Linked DNA regions of Mus musculus: region 1 is linked to region 2. The links are chromatin contacts, called in public HiCAR-type maps. All regions are on one chromosome and are shown on one strand. The core of a region is the stretch at or near the end of the contact, and the rest is flanking DNA. Distances in the headings are between cores, read along the strand shown.

Region 1 (6,977 bases), core at 1,614-4,113, 1.5 Mb after region 2:
TTGAGGGTATGACAGAGTCCTGCAAGCCTGAGGACCTAAGTTCAGATCCCCCGGACCCATGTGACAAAGCCAGGTGTGGCTACATATTCTATAAACCAAGTTTAGGAGGCCATGACAAGCAGATTCTGAAAGGTTGCTGGTCAGTTAACCTAGACAGAATGATTATATTTCATTGGGGAACCTATCTCAAGCAAGTGAGATAGAGAGTGACAGAAAATCACAGCCTGGCTGAGTAGTGTGCATACCCCATAGTCACGTGCATGAGCAAGTGCACACGCACACACAGCCAAATCTGTGACCAATCCATCTATCATTCTAAAGATCCTCAAAACCTGTTGCTGTCTCTCATCACCTTCTGGACCACCTCCCACCCAAGGTCTATTTATGTATAGCTCAGCTTTCCTTTCCCACTTGTCTATTCAAGTTAACCTTAAAAAGTTGCCCACTTTTAAGTATCTGATATCTTCCTTTTTCCTTTCTGTTTAGTGGTGCTTAGCTTGGGAATCTCTCCTTGCAGTCCAATGCTTCTGCTTTCGCTTAGAAGTGAATGATGCTCAATCCACAATCCCCACTCCCTTCCTGCCTCTGCTGCTCCTCCTCAGTCTCCCTGGCTGCCCTCTTCATCAGTGTCTTCTACCCATTCCCGTGCCACTGTCATTGAGAGCGTGGAAGCCTGCTCCTAGTACGAATTATCCATCTATTCTTTCTCAGCCCATCTCCAGTCCACAGTAGACACTTCAACCCTCACACTCTCAAACGCACACTCTGATCAAGCAGCCTTCCAAGGTTGAAAGACTCATTGCCAACATCACTTAGCTACCAAGTGCCATGGACGGTTCTCATTAACGTGAACAAATCATGTCTTAAATATATATATATATATATATATATATATATATATATAATGCTATTTTTATATAAAGTGCACATTTTATGTTATAGTAGCTCATTAAAAAGTTTCAAAGAGAACAGCCTTCCCAGGGAATAGCACACCACCTGGTTATCTGGTATCAAATGGTTAGCTCTGAAAACATATGCATCCAAGTAACATTATATGGACTGAGAAGGTTGTATTTATGGACTTAGGTATCAGTGTGTGTGTAACATTTAAAGAAGGAGGAGAGTAAGGGAAATGCATGAGAGGGTGAGGGAAGAAGAAGGGGAGGATAGAAATGATGTGATTTTATTAAAATCTAGGATTAAAACGTAATTTAAAAAGAAAGAAAAGAATCCATGCCTTCACACGGAATGAGTTCAAATCCCTCACACCCAGTTCTGAGCTGGACTGCTCCCCACAGCCTCCTCCTTCTACTAGACTTTGTTCTTACACCATGCTGTCTTACTGTTAGGACCTGGATCCTGCCCTTCTGTAAGCATCACACACACATCCCCCACTTAACAGCCCCACACATCCAAACACTAGCCCTTTCCTAAAACTCAGGTTCTATCCTTTTCTAAAAGTCCTCTCTGATACAGCATCTTACATCCACTCTAAAGTATTAACTGTCTCTCCTGAACATTCACTCAGTAATGTGAGCTATTATTTCACTAGCCGCTCAGGGGTAACTCCTGCGTGTAACTCTTGGAACACTGGAACTTGGACTTGGGAAAACAATCCATGTTGATTGTGGACTTGGCGTGGGTCTGCTGGCATAAACATCAGATGGAAATCTAAATATGAATTTCAACTCTTCCTTAATTACTGCTGTTAGCACTTCAATGTGGCAACTCATCTTATTTTTACATCAGCATTCAAATAGGTCAGGATGGGAGGAGGTGACAACAACTTGAATTGAAGTGTTTATATCAGCAGCTAGGCTCAAATACCAGACAACAGCAATATTTGAGTTACAGTAGAAAGCTACAGAAAATTAGAGGAATAAATGGAAGAAGTGCGAAGCCCCCTCCCCCACCCTGAGTTGCTCAGCAGGATGGAAATAAGTGCCTGTCAGCAGGTTTAACATATCTACCCTCCTCCTTCCTCCACTATTGGTGATCTCAGCTAAGGACCTTTTATTTCAAAAAACGAAGAAACCTAATTCCATCCAGATAGTAGACAACCTCTTCTACGCTCTGATTAGGATAACTTTTTGTTGGCGTGTAGGTGACCACTAAGTTGGAAAATCTCGCAAAAAAAAAAAAAAAAAAAAAAAAAAAAAAAAAAAGTTTAAAACAAGAACTAGAAGTCTGAGAATTCCTGGCATGCAATTCTCAGATCTCGCCACCAACTCATCCAACAATCCAAACACTAGTGGACCAAATCTCCAAGACCCAAACAAACCCTTCAAGTCTCTACGCTGGGAGAAAAACCCTGCACAGCCTCGGCTGGAACACTGAGCAGACTCGGCTCACCTAGGCCAAAGAGGGTCCTGTGGGAGAACCGATGCATCTGCAGTGCCTGCACCTTTTCGCGAAAGTGGTCCAGGAGAGTGAAGAGGAATTGGAAGCGGTTAAGAAGAAGGAGCTTGGCGACCTCTTCCAGCTGAAAGTAATTTTGTGCGTTCAGACTTTGGATCCTCCGCGCCGCGTAGTTGCGAGCACCCGAGGGCAGTTTCCTGCCGCCTAGGAGGAAATGCTGCAGCAACGACCACTTCGTTCTCTCCTGGGGCGCGCTTCGCTCCTGCTGGGGCTCCATGGTCGCTGCGCTCCACCTCCTCCTCGCCTGCCCCGTGCAGGAGGATTGTGGCCTGTCGGAGCTCCCTTCCCTGAGCTTACTCCTTGTCGGCCCCACCATCTTCTCATAGCCCGTGATCAGGTGGATGGAGCTGGATCACCGCTGGGCAATGTCCGGGGGGCGGACACACCACCAGGCAGCCTCAACGACCAGCCACCGTTGCGGGCAGCCTCGTCGTCATGGCGACCGTGAAACAAGGATGGCGAGCGTGCAGTCTAGGCAATCTTGCGCTGTCCACGTGCAGCCCAGCCCGCGCGCCCCTGAGCAGGACTTGCAAGAGGTGTAGCCTTCCCCAGGGTCTGGGCGTTGGAGTTCGCCTAGGTTTTCCCCTACAGGACAGAGCTCTTTGGTTAAGTAACATTGTTCTAACAAAATCGCTCAGTTTCTGGCCAGAAGGACGGTTGAGCTCAGAGTGTTCAACAACTCCTAAACAAGAAGCCGCCCTGAACCAAAGAAAGCCAGTCCTGACCTTGCATTCTCTATAGAGGACTATAAAGGCCACCACCACGTTCCAGGTCTTATGTCAGTCTGTTTGGCTGCAGTAAACCCCATTTTGGTTTAGGACTTCTTGAGCTCCCTAACACCCACAATCGCCTTGCCTACCTTGCCTATCTCTGAACACAGATCTTCCCGTTGTTGCAAGTGAGACCCACATCAGGAACCCCGCCCCCCTTCCTGCCCTTCCCTTCCTCCCTCACCCTCCACAAATCCATGCCTCCCCATGGTTTGTCCAGCCGTTTCTTCTGCCTTCTACTCCTGGCCCGTTTTTCTAGTCCGCATTATTTGAGAGCTCACTGGAAGTTCTATTCATCTGCTCCCTGATCTAAATAAACACATGTGAAACAAGTAAGTGCTGTTGCTATCAATTTGTTGTTTTGTAAGATTTTTCTCAAGCGGCATTTCTGCATTCCTGGCACTGTTTGCTGTTTAAGATGTTTTATTCTTCAGTGCATACGAAACAGAAGACCACAAATAGGGTGCTTTGCTCACATTTTGAACAGGTTGTACATTTTGTTTGCCCATCTTTGAGTTTAAAATACATGGTATTGGTGTTTGGCAAACACACACACACACAAAATGTACAATTGAGACATCTTAACTCTGTAGTCCAGATTGATCTCAAACTCCTTCCTTTCTCAGCCTCTCTATCCTAGGATTATAAGTTTTGGCACCATATTCACTTGGCAGAACTCTATTCTTAAATGAATACACAGTGTCTAAATGGAAATCTTATCTTTAGTGTAAGCATTTTAATTCTGTATTTTGTAGCAATCAAGGAAGCATGGGGATTACTGCCACACCCACTCCAGTGAAGTCTGTGTGGCAAGCCCAAAAGCATGGACGCAGCCCTGGGGCAAAAAGTTTCACAGAAACTTAGTCTCCTGGAGTCTTGGCATCCCATAGCATGAATGCTCCAAACTTGTCCTTGCGTTAGTCAGTGCATGGACAGTGCACTTTCTTTCAGTATTGTTTTATTATAGGTGTCTCCAAGCAATGATTTGTCAGATACCTTAAGTTAGATTAAACTTTGCTTCCTGGCTTTCACCAATGTCCTAGGCAGCCCTTCAGCCCACCCTGGGCTTGGAATTTTATAAGAATGTTACCTATTCCGATGAATTGCCTCTAGTATTGAAAGAGAGATAGTAGAAGAAATCAGGTATTACTATCTACTACATAGAGTTAGAAATTTCAGGGCAAGCTTAGCAAAGTAAGTTTAGAATTCTTGTTATAGTTATGTATGGCAGACTACATTACTTAATAGAAGAAAGTCCCCCACAAAATCACTTAGAATAACAGCCGAGTCATTCCAGTGTACAGGAATTTACAATGGTTTAGGAAGAAGATGGGGTTGCGGTTTAAGGAGGAACTAGAGTGTTGCATTATTCATGAGAAGGCTAGCTAGAGCAGAACTCCCTAGCACATACTTTCACTAGCCCAGAGGAATAGCATAGTTAGGTATTTACTAAGAGCTGGCTGGTGGTGGATTAAACAATGAATCAGAATTAGAACTATGGCTTGGGCATGAAAGCCCTTGCCCCAGGAGCTCAACGACCTCACACCTGGCTTCTAAGAATATAGCTGACCTTAGATAGAGCTGACTTTGTCTCAGTTGTTGCATTGCCTAGTTCCTGCTGGTCTTTATGTATGTATCCTTCTGTTTTGTAGTCATTAAGCATCGGGTAACCTCAATGTACCTTGGCTGATGTGTCACCCAACTTCTTCTGTAATATAAGTCTGATGATCACTTTCAGAAATTACATTCAGATCAACACTCCCTTATGTTTGACTCTGTCACCCTGCAGACTCCTTGCCTACCTGGGTACCAGGACCCTGATTATCCCGCGGGTTGAGGGGCTGACTGAGTCCAGTCTGTGTCAATTACCTCTTCCTTGCTTGTTAACTTTTCCCTGTACTTTCTTTCCCTTGTCCGTGAAGCATATAGGGACCTATGGCCCATCCTTAAAAGTAAAATCTAGTCCCTCTCACCCTTTAAAAATACTTTTATGTGGATATTCATTGTGCTATTAATTGTTATCAATAAAATATTAGAAATAGTCTCAACATCAAGTACTAAGTTCTAGAATTACTCATGGCATGCAGCATCGGGGCCATTAATTCATTTTTGAGTGAATAGTTAGTGATAATAGAAAATATTTCCTATTAGTGTTAAAGGAAAAATAAACATGATGTGTTTCCTGAATCTAGTCCAATATATAGTGGTATATGAGGTTTTAATGTCAACTCATCACCTGAGTAGGGAACCCTGAGGAACTGTCCTTAAATTAGTCCCAAAACTCTTCAATTTAGCTTCAGAAAAAATTCTTAGAACAAGGCAGAAATCAGCCACATTCTTTGCTAAAATATCACAAGAATAGACTTAACATCTAAGTTGCTAATATTGTTCCCCTCTGAAATCTCTTGAACATATTGCTCCCCTCTGAAATCTCTTGAACTGGGCTGCCACAGTCCACACTGTTCCTAGTACTACTGCCAACCAAGTTTCTATGAAGATGGCCTGCCAACCTCATGGATTTGAACTGCTTTCCTAGTTCAAAGCCCCCAAATCATGCACATATCTCCCAAACCCAGCATGGTCAGTCCTGACATCGCAATAGCCTGAAGTAGTAATAGCAGAGTCTATGGCTGTCATGGTGGGGAAAACATGGCAGCGGGCAGGCAGGCATCTACTGGAGCAGTAGCTAAGAGCTTACACATTGACAAAATAGCCACAAGGCAGAGATAGAACCAAGCACTTAAACATCTGAGCCTGTGGGGGACATTCTTATTCAAACACATCTCTGATTGAGAAAATTATCTCTCTTACCTAAAGGTAACTTATCCAGCTATATATCTAAAATTTGCCTATGTAACACCCTTTTTGATTCAATCAGTTTTTAAATGTTTTGTGAAATTATAATATAATCATATTTCCCCTTCCCTCCAAACCCTCTCAATACCCCTCCTTGCTCTCTTCAAAATGCATGCCCTCAGAGCTGGAGAGATGGCTCAGAAGTTTAAGAGCATTTGTTGTTCTTGCAGAGTACCTGAGTCCAGTTCCCAATAACCATATGATGGTTCTCCACTATCTGTAACTCTAGTTCCAGAGAACAACACATAAATCAATAATATTTTTAAAAAGAAAAATAAATGCATGGTCTCTTTTTTCACTAACTTTTGTTATATACATACATATATACATATATAATACATGTGTGTATATATATATATATATATATATATATATATATATATATAGTACTATATATATTCTTAAATACAACCTTCTCAGTCTATGTAATGCTACTTGTATGTATGCTTTCAGGGCTGACAGTTTGGCATTGGTGTGCCCTCTCCTGTAGAAGACTATTCCTCCACTTTCTGCATTCCTTAGTTGCCTGCAGTTCTTTAAGTAGGGTTGCGATCTCTTGGGCTTGCCCTGCCCACTTTGCCATGTCTATTGCTTTGGTTCTGGTTCTGCTCGTGTTTTGGTTCTGGTTCTGCTACATTGCGATACTTTATGAATGTAGCTTCTCTGGTAGGTTTCCTGTTCCTCTGGTTCTTACAATCTTCCTCCACACACACACACACCCCCGCCCCCGCCACCCACATCACCTATGACCCCTGATCCTTAGGTCAGAGAGGTGTTTTTTAGATGTATTCTTTGGGACTAAGCTTCACATCTTTTCATTTTGATTGGTTGTGGTTTTCTCTAATAGTTTCTATTGCAAAGAGAAGTTTCCTTGATGACAGGTGAGGACTACACTTCTCTGTGGGCTGAAGGACAGGTATTTAGAATGTAATC
Region 2 (6,475 bases), core at 1,615-4,114:
AAACCAAACCTCCTCAGGAGTATTTTCAATTTTATCCTAGCAAGAATCAGATGGCTATCAATAAAGAGGTTGAGAAATAATAAATCTGTGGGCACAATCCATACTGCTGTTCCAAACCCTTTTGGAGATATAAAAATGATACTTTCCAAAGTTACCAAATATCCAGAGCATTAACCATGCCTGCAAAAACAACCTCTCTTCTAAGGAAATGTGCCCTGGGCTGTTCACATTCTCCACAGTCTCTAAGTTTGCCCCATCAGATTAGGGCCTTTGTGGATCAGTCCTTCACCATTTTCAGTTTACCCAGGCAGGTGCCATCTGTGAGTGCAACCCTCCTACACTTACGGACAATTAGTGCTTGCTGTCACAGGCTCTTCTGTTCACTTTGGAGAGGTCTGGTTTCTCTGCTGTGGAGAAGGTGAGCTGATTTCTGGAAGTTTCTTGAAACTCCTGAATTGCATGTTCAGTGCATTTTTCGGTGGGAATTGAGGCTGTGATTTGAGAGGTGTGAGAATGCCTTAAGACATATCTCCTGTTACATGTGGCCAGGTCACATGCTTATTTCATGGAGCAAGGACTGAGACTTTGCAGATCTGGGCCTAGGCTAGGCCCTGAGTTTGGGCCCCATTACCTCCTTACCCATAAACAATGTCAGAAGTCAAGGCAAACATCCCTACCCTACCTTGTTTTTCTCCTTTGGATTCCAGCCAATATTTGGGACTTTGATAGGTTCCTCCTCCTTCCCCTCCCCCTCCTTCTCTTCTTCTTCCTCCTCTTTGTCTTCCCTCTTTCCTTCCCCCATATCTCTTCTTGTGTGACCCTGGAATATCTCAGCTTGGCTTAGGGACCAGTTGGCAGCTGAGAGAGTTTGCTACTCTGGAGTAACAATACCAATAGTTGCATGGGGGTTGCAGGAGTCCCCGATGAGCCTTTGGGGATAGCTTGCTCTTTCTGAAATGGAGGTCACTGTGAGCTGTGATATAGGAAGAGCTGAGTTTCCAGAGGCTTCTGTCCACCTTCTCATTCACAACTTCAAGGCTGGTGAAAAGGTTTCCCGTTTTTTTCCCTAGCCACCCATAGTAGAAATGCCACACACATAGAGGGTAGAAGTCCCCACCCCCTAAAAAAATTAGTCATGCACACTGAGGAGACAGGCCAAGGGAGGCAAGTCAGAGGGGCAGGCATGCTCTTCAGGTGTCTTGCAGTTTTGTAGTGCACATGTAGCCAAGTCTACAGACATCTGAGGGAACACTGGGTCTCCTAGGATCTCCAAAAATTCATGTTCCTTACCTGAATTATAAAGGTTACATTTATCTAGAGACTTTATTGAAGGAGAATCATTTTAGAGAGCAGGGACAGTGGTTCCTACTGAATGTACTTTTCTGTGGCAATTATTATTTTTTAACTTTTAGGTTTTCTTCTAATTAGTTCTTATGGGAAGTAAAACTCTGTCTCTGTCTCTCTCTCTCTCTGTGTATACAGTTTGACATTTCTGTAGACTCAGGGAGTCAGCGAAACATTCAATCAACACTTTGACTTTCAAGGCATCTAGCCATGGTGTTATTTGGGGGAAACATGTAACCACATTGTCTCTTGTCTCTTTTAATTTAAATTTTACACAAAATCTGTTTTGAGAGGGAAATGGAGCATGCTAAGCTAATGACAGCGTTCCTTCCTCCCACTTGTCCACGTCACAGAGATGTGGTCCTTGTGTTGGGATGTTGGCCACGATGCACTCACTAAAAGCACCCTTTAAATCTCTAGAAAAAAACAAATGAGCATGCGGATGGCAGGCAGGGGCAGGTAAATGTGGTGACATTAGAGGAGTGTATCTGAGGACTGTCAAAGGAGTTTCTCACTACAGCTACAAATGCTACCTAAAACTGGCCAGAGACTAGGGGAAAACTAGGCTTGTCAGCAATTAGAGTTTGGATCCACAAGGCGCTTCAGGAACTAATGTGGGGTGGGCACCTGCTGGCTGGCTGTTCTTCGTGTGGGTGGGAGCATGTGATCACAGTAGGCTCCAAAGAAGGCTAGCTGATCATTGGTTCCAAGCACCTTTCACTCTCACCTGGCACCTTCCCAATGTAGTTATAAAAATTCTCTTTTCTAGATTAGCACCCCTTTTGAGTAGAGCCAGGCACTGCTTGGCGGGTGCGTGTAGGGCGGGTGTGTGTGTGTGTGGGGGGGGCAGGACGTGGGAGGGATGCTGGGACTCAGCGGGTACCGGGTGGCGGGGCGAGGGGATCAAAGACCGAGACTGGGGGACATCAGGGCCGCCCAAGCAAGAAACGCTGCAGGGTAGCGGCTGCCACCGCGTGCCCTGCTGGGCGGCCGCCGCGAAGGCGGCCTGCGTGGAGATTAGCGGCAGCGGTCCCTCCCTGGCCCGCGAGTGAATGAATGATTAGTCTAACGCACCTCCCTGGCCCGGGCAGCTCCGGCTGGGAAGGGCGGAGTCTGAGCCACCGATCCACGCTTTAAGGGAGAAAGGCTCTGGCCGTTGTGCGTGCATTAGCCGACCCTTTCTGTCGCTCCAACTTCTGTCCTCCCTAATGTCAGGCCCACAGAGGCATAAGCACAGGAACCTGATCTCCAAGGTCACTCGTCCCTCTGTCCCCTCAGCCTCGTGAGTCCCCCGCCTTTGCCCGAGGGAGTCAAAGGGCTGTGGAAAGTTGAGGGACCCTCCTGCATTCGATCCGTGGCTCCTTCCGAAGCTGGGGCAGCGGGAAGCGCCGGGTCTTCTGCTCCGGGCGCTAGCGGGTAGTGGCATCCCTGCTGGGGGCGGCTCCTCTGCGCGGGAGGAGGCGGTGCGCAGGGCGCTGGAGACGCGCCTTCCAGGCTCCGGCAGCGCCCCGGGGCCGGTGGCCGGGGCTGGGCTAGACCGCCTGGCTGGGCGTTCGCGTGCGCCGCTGTCGCTTCTGAGCCGGCATAGCTCCGGCGCCAGGATCGTAGTCCCTCGTGCGACCCTGCGGATTCCGCGCAGAGCCTAGTACGCCCCTCGGTCCCGCACGGAGCAAGCGCGCGGGCCGGACACCGCGCTCGGGGGCCGGGCCGGAGCTGCGCGTGCGGGAGCCGGAGCTCAGCCGGGCTCCAGAGCTGCGAGCGCACTCGGCAGTCGCCGCCGCCGCTCCCCAGATCCCGCCGCTCAGCCACCCCTCCTCCCGGCCCAGCTCTGGCGCGGAGGGGCTGACGGCTAACCCGCTGAGAGCAACTCCCTTAGAAAAAAGCCGCCGCATTGGCCGAGGCTGGCCGCAGGACCCCTCCTCCCGGGGCGCCCCCACTCCTCCCCCGCCGCTCCGGGCGCCCGCCTCCCTCAGCCGACTGTCTCCCGGCACGCCGGCCCACAGCCCTTTTGACTGCGAGCAGCGGCTGCCGAGCAGAGGCGGCGACGCGGGACCTGCAGTCGCCCGGGATTCCCTCCAGGTGACGATGCTCTGGTTCTTCAGCGTCAGGGCTCTGGCTGAGCGTCCTTGCCGACGCTCGCCTGGGATTACCTGCTGCGTCTTGCTGCTGCTCAATTGCTCCGGGGTCCCCATGTCTCTGGCTTCCTCCTTCCTGACAGGTAGGGGGGTGGGGGCGGGAGGGACCAGTCCTCCGGGACTCTGGGTGGTTTCTTGGGAGAAGAGGCACTGGCAGACCGGGGATGAGAGGACGAGGAACGCGCACCTTGCCTGACTCTCGCGGGCGGTGGGGATGCGGAGAAGCCTAGAGAAAAGGGATGGGAAGGCTATGAAGAGGTAGAGAGATGGGGGACTGAGAGACTGCTACCTTTGACAGAGTGCTAATAGGCACCCTGCTATATGAAGTTGGGAAATTCCTTGATTTATATTTAATCTTTTTTCCCCAATCCTTGTTTTAATCGTAGCCACTCTTGTGCAATTAAGGAAAAGACCGCGCCGTTTCCCGCACATCCTCTTTTCTCAACACCATAGGATTCCAATAAATCCACGGTGCTAGGCAGCATCTTTAAAACATGACTTTCCAGACCTTGAATGTAAAGAAGCGATCTTATTTTTAAAGGTTACTAATAGCATGATATGATAATTACAGGTTTTCAGGCAGGTGAAGACCTCGGCTTCTATTTTGAAGGACATGCTTTACTGACACCTGGTGCAGAAAAGAGAATATTTTAAAGAGGAAAGAGATTGCGCTTCAAAAAGTGATTGCATTTCAACCCACAACAGTTGGCAGATCCACCTGAAAGGCCCGTTCTTTGACACAGTCCTGAATTTCGTTCAAATTTAAAATCTTCCCTAGTGCCTAGTTTGGTGTGTTAGTCCATGTGCAGTTGAGATATCTTTCAGAGCACTAGTGGTATTAAATATGTGCTTAAATCAACTGAAAACAGAAAACCGATCTATATACCGAAGTATTGACTTAAAAAAAACCATGTTAAGTAAAACTATTTAAAATAGATTTGAAGAAACTTGTTTGTGGTGCATTTGAAACACTATATAATTCCAATTACTAGCTTAAGAAGGTAAGGTTTTATAATAACACCACTAAGCAAGATTTAAAATTAAAAGTATTTTTATCTTCATTTCAGGGTCTGTTGCAAAATGTGAAAATGAAGGGGAGGTCCTCCAAATTCCATTTATCACAGACAACCCTTGCATAATGTGTGTGTGTTTGGTAAGTGTACGGGTCAGGTAAAATAAACTTAACTGCTGTCATGGACAAGGTTCATTTGTCAAACCTGACAGAATAGCTGTCTTAAAATTGATTTTGATCATTACCAAATTGCACATTGCTTAAGCATCGAATTTAGTTGCACTTTCTAGTTTTATGAATTTGGGCAATTTCTAATATCACATCAGGCTGAGAATTCTTATCTTTGACGTCACTGTTGTACAAGTAAACTTGAGATGGACTTTGTACAACATTGTTTTGGGAAAGCTGCAGTTTGGAATGCATGCTACTACAATGAAGTCATAGATATCATGACCACTTAGTTTTCTACACTGGTTCTATCTTCCCGGCTCAGCAGGGAAATGCTGAATAGCATTTTAGATACAGAGGTCAAGGATAAGATATGGGAGAAGGGAGGAGGTGGCTGCCATAAAGGACAGACCCAGGACAAGATGTCATCTTGGATTGATTTCTTGAATTTCTTGGCCTGCTGTGGCTGAAGCTCTGTTAAACAAGCGTCTTTTCTGGCTAGGAAGCTCAGGTCAGGACCAGCGATCCCTCCTTAGTGGAGAGTGTCACTTGGCTATGAGATGCTTAGTGCTGCCAGTGGCTAGTGGATTATTTTAGCTTAAGCTACCGATAATTCTGATAGACACTTGGAGAAGATGAAGTTGTACTAAAAAAGACTTTCTGAAAGACATAGAGTTCCACAAAGAGTACTATTTTTGCTGAAGAGTGTTCCACATGCCATTTACTTTTGGCAAACCTTGGTTAAAATCATGCATCCATAAAATCCAGTTGGAAGTGCTCTAAGGCCTTCAAGGGCAGACTCCTGAAGTGATGGGTGGATGAAGGCTTGTTATCCAATCAGCATACAGAACTACAGGGTATCTATCTCTATTCAGACAAAAGCTGCGCTATCTGTATATAAAGGACGCAGACTCCTTTGTCACAAGAGATGAGGCCAACGTTAAGAAGTGATAAATGAGTCTGTGCTTGCATCAAATGATTATCAGGCTCTGGACTGAAGAAATCAACAGAAGCAAATGACAATGTTTTTCATTGGCTGTGACAATAAGCATTGAAGTCTAATAAAAAGTGTTCTTTTGTGTCTATGAGCTGCTATGTTAACCATCTTTACTAAAGAACTTGCTGGAAATAAGTTCTGAGTTTAAAATTTGCCTTAGTTACAGATTCACAAGTGTAGCATGTGAATGTGGTCTTATCCTTCCTTTATCTGTACTATGGGAATAAGGAGTTTTATTCCATTCTTAACATTTCAGCAGAAATTATCCCAAGTGATAGGACAATATCCTGAGAGCTCTACACGTGCACAGTTGTTTTTCTCTTTGGTGATGCTATTGTTTGTGAAGTTTAAATGTGTATTTTGACTTTTGGGGCAATGTTAACAAGTGATATGATGAAACACTTCCCAGATAGCATTTTCCCTTTCTAGCCTTCTTAGCCCCGTGGTAGATAGTGCTTTTCTTTCATTGTGGAGACTTAGTAATATGGAAATTGATATCAGAGTTATTTGTTATACGATGTCTAGAAGTGTCAGTTAAGTTCTTAAGGGCAGAATGAACACGCAGAGGCCCTCACCAAAGACAAGTCTGCCAAGCCTGTGAGTCTTTCCTTGGGGTCCCACCAGTGACTCTCACTCATTATTCCTTCAAACTCCCCCCTTAGCTGATCTCTCACTGATATCTGACCATGACCTTGGCAGACCTCTGGAATGATGAGCCCACCTTCCCTATCGCTTCTCATCCACTTGGACAGGCTTAGTAAACCTGAGTAAGAATAGGTAGCGAGCATTTCCCTCTGCATCCACCCCTGTAAGTTTCTA

The links. HiCAR-type assays count read pairs that join an accessible place to other places.
Region 1: a contact with region 2 is called in a HiCAR-type map of astrocytes, with 5 times the contacts expected there. The contact joins the promoter of Dpy19l2 here to the promoter of Bmper in region 2. A contact is called at or near these places in 1 of 39 promoter capture datasets (hippocampal neurons) and 1 of 115 datasets of contacts at active chromatin or transcription factors (astrocytes).

What each region holds. Positions count from the first base shown.
Region 1 is chr9:24,693,430-24,700,406 of GRCm38.p6, forward strand. It overlaps Dpy19l2 (dpy-19-like 2 (C. elegans)), which reads right to left and starts at 2,864. Exons shown (of 22, transcript NM_001166207.1): 1 at 2,353-2,864. The coding sequence starts at 2,734.
Region 2 is chr9:23,220,212-23,226,686 of GRCm38.p6, forward strand. It overlaps Bmper (BMP-binding endothelial regulator), which reads left to right and starts at 2,865. Exons shown (of 15, transcript NM_028472.2): 1 at 2,865-3,562; 2 at 4,547-4,632. The coding sequence starts at 3,430.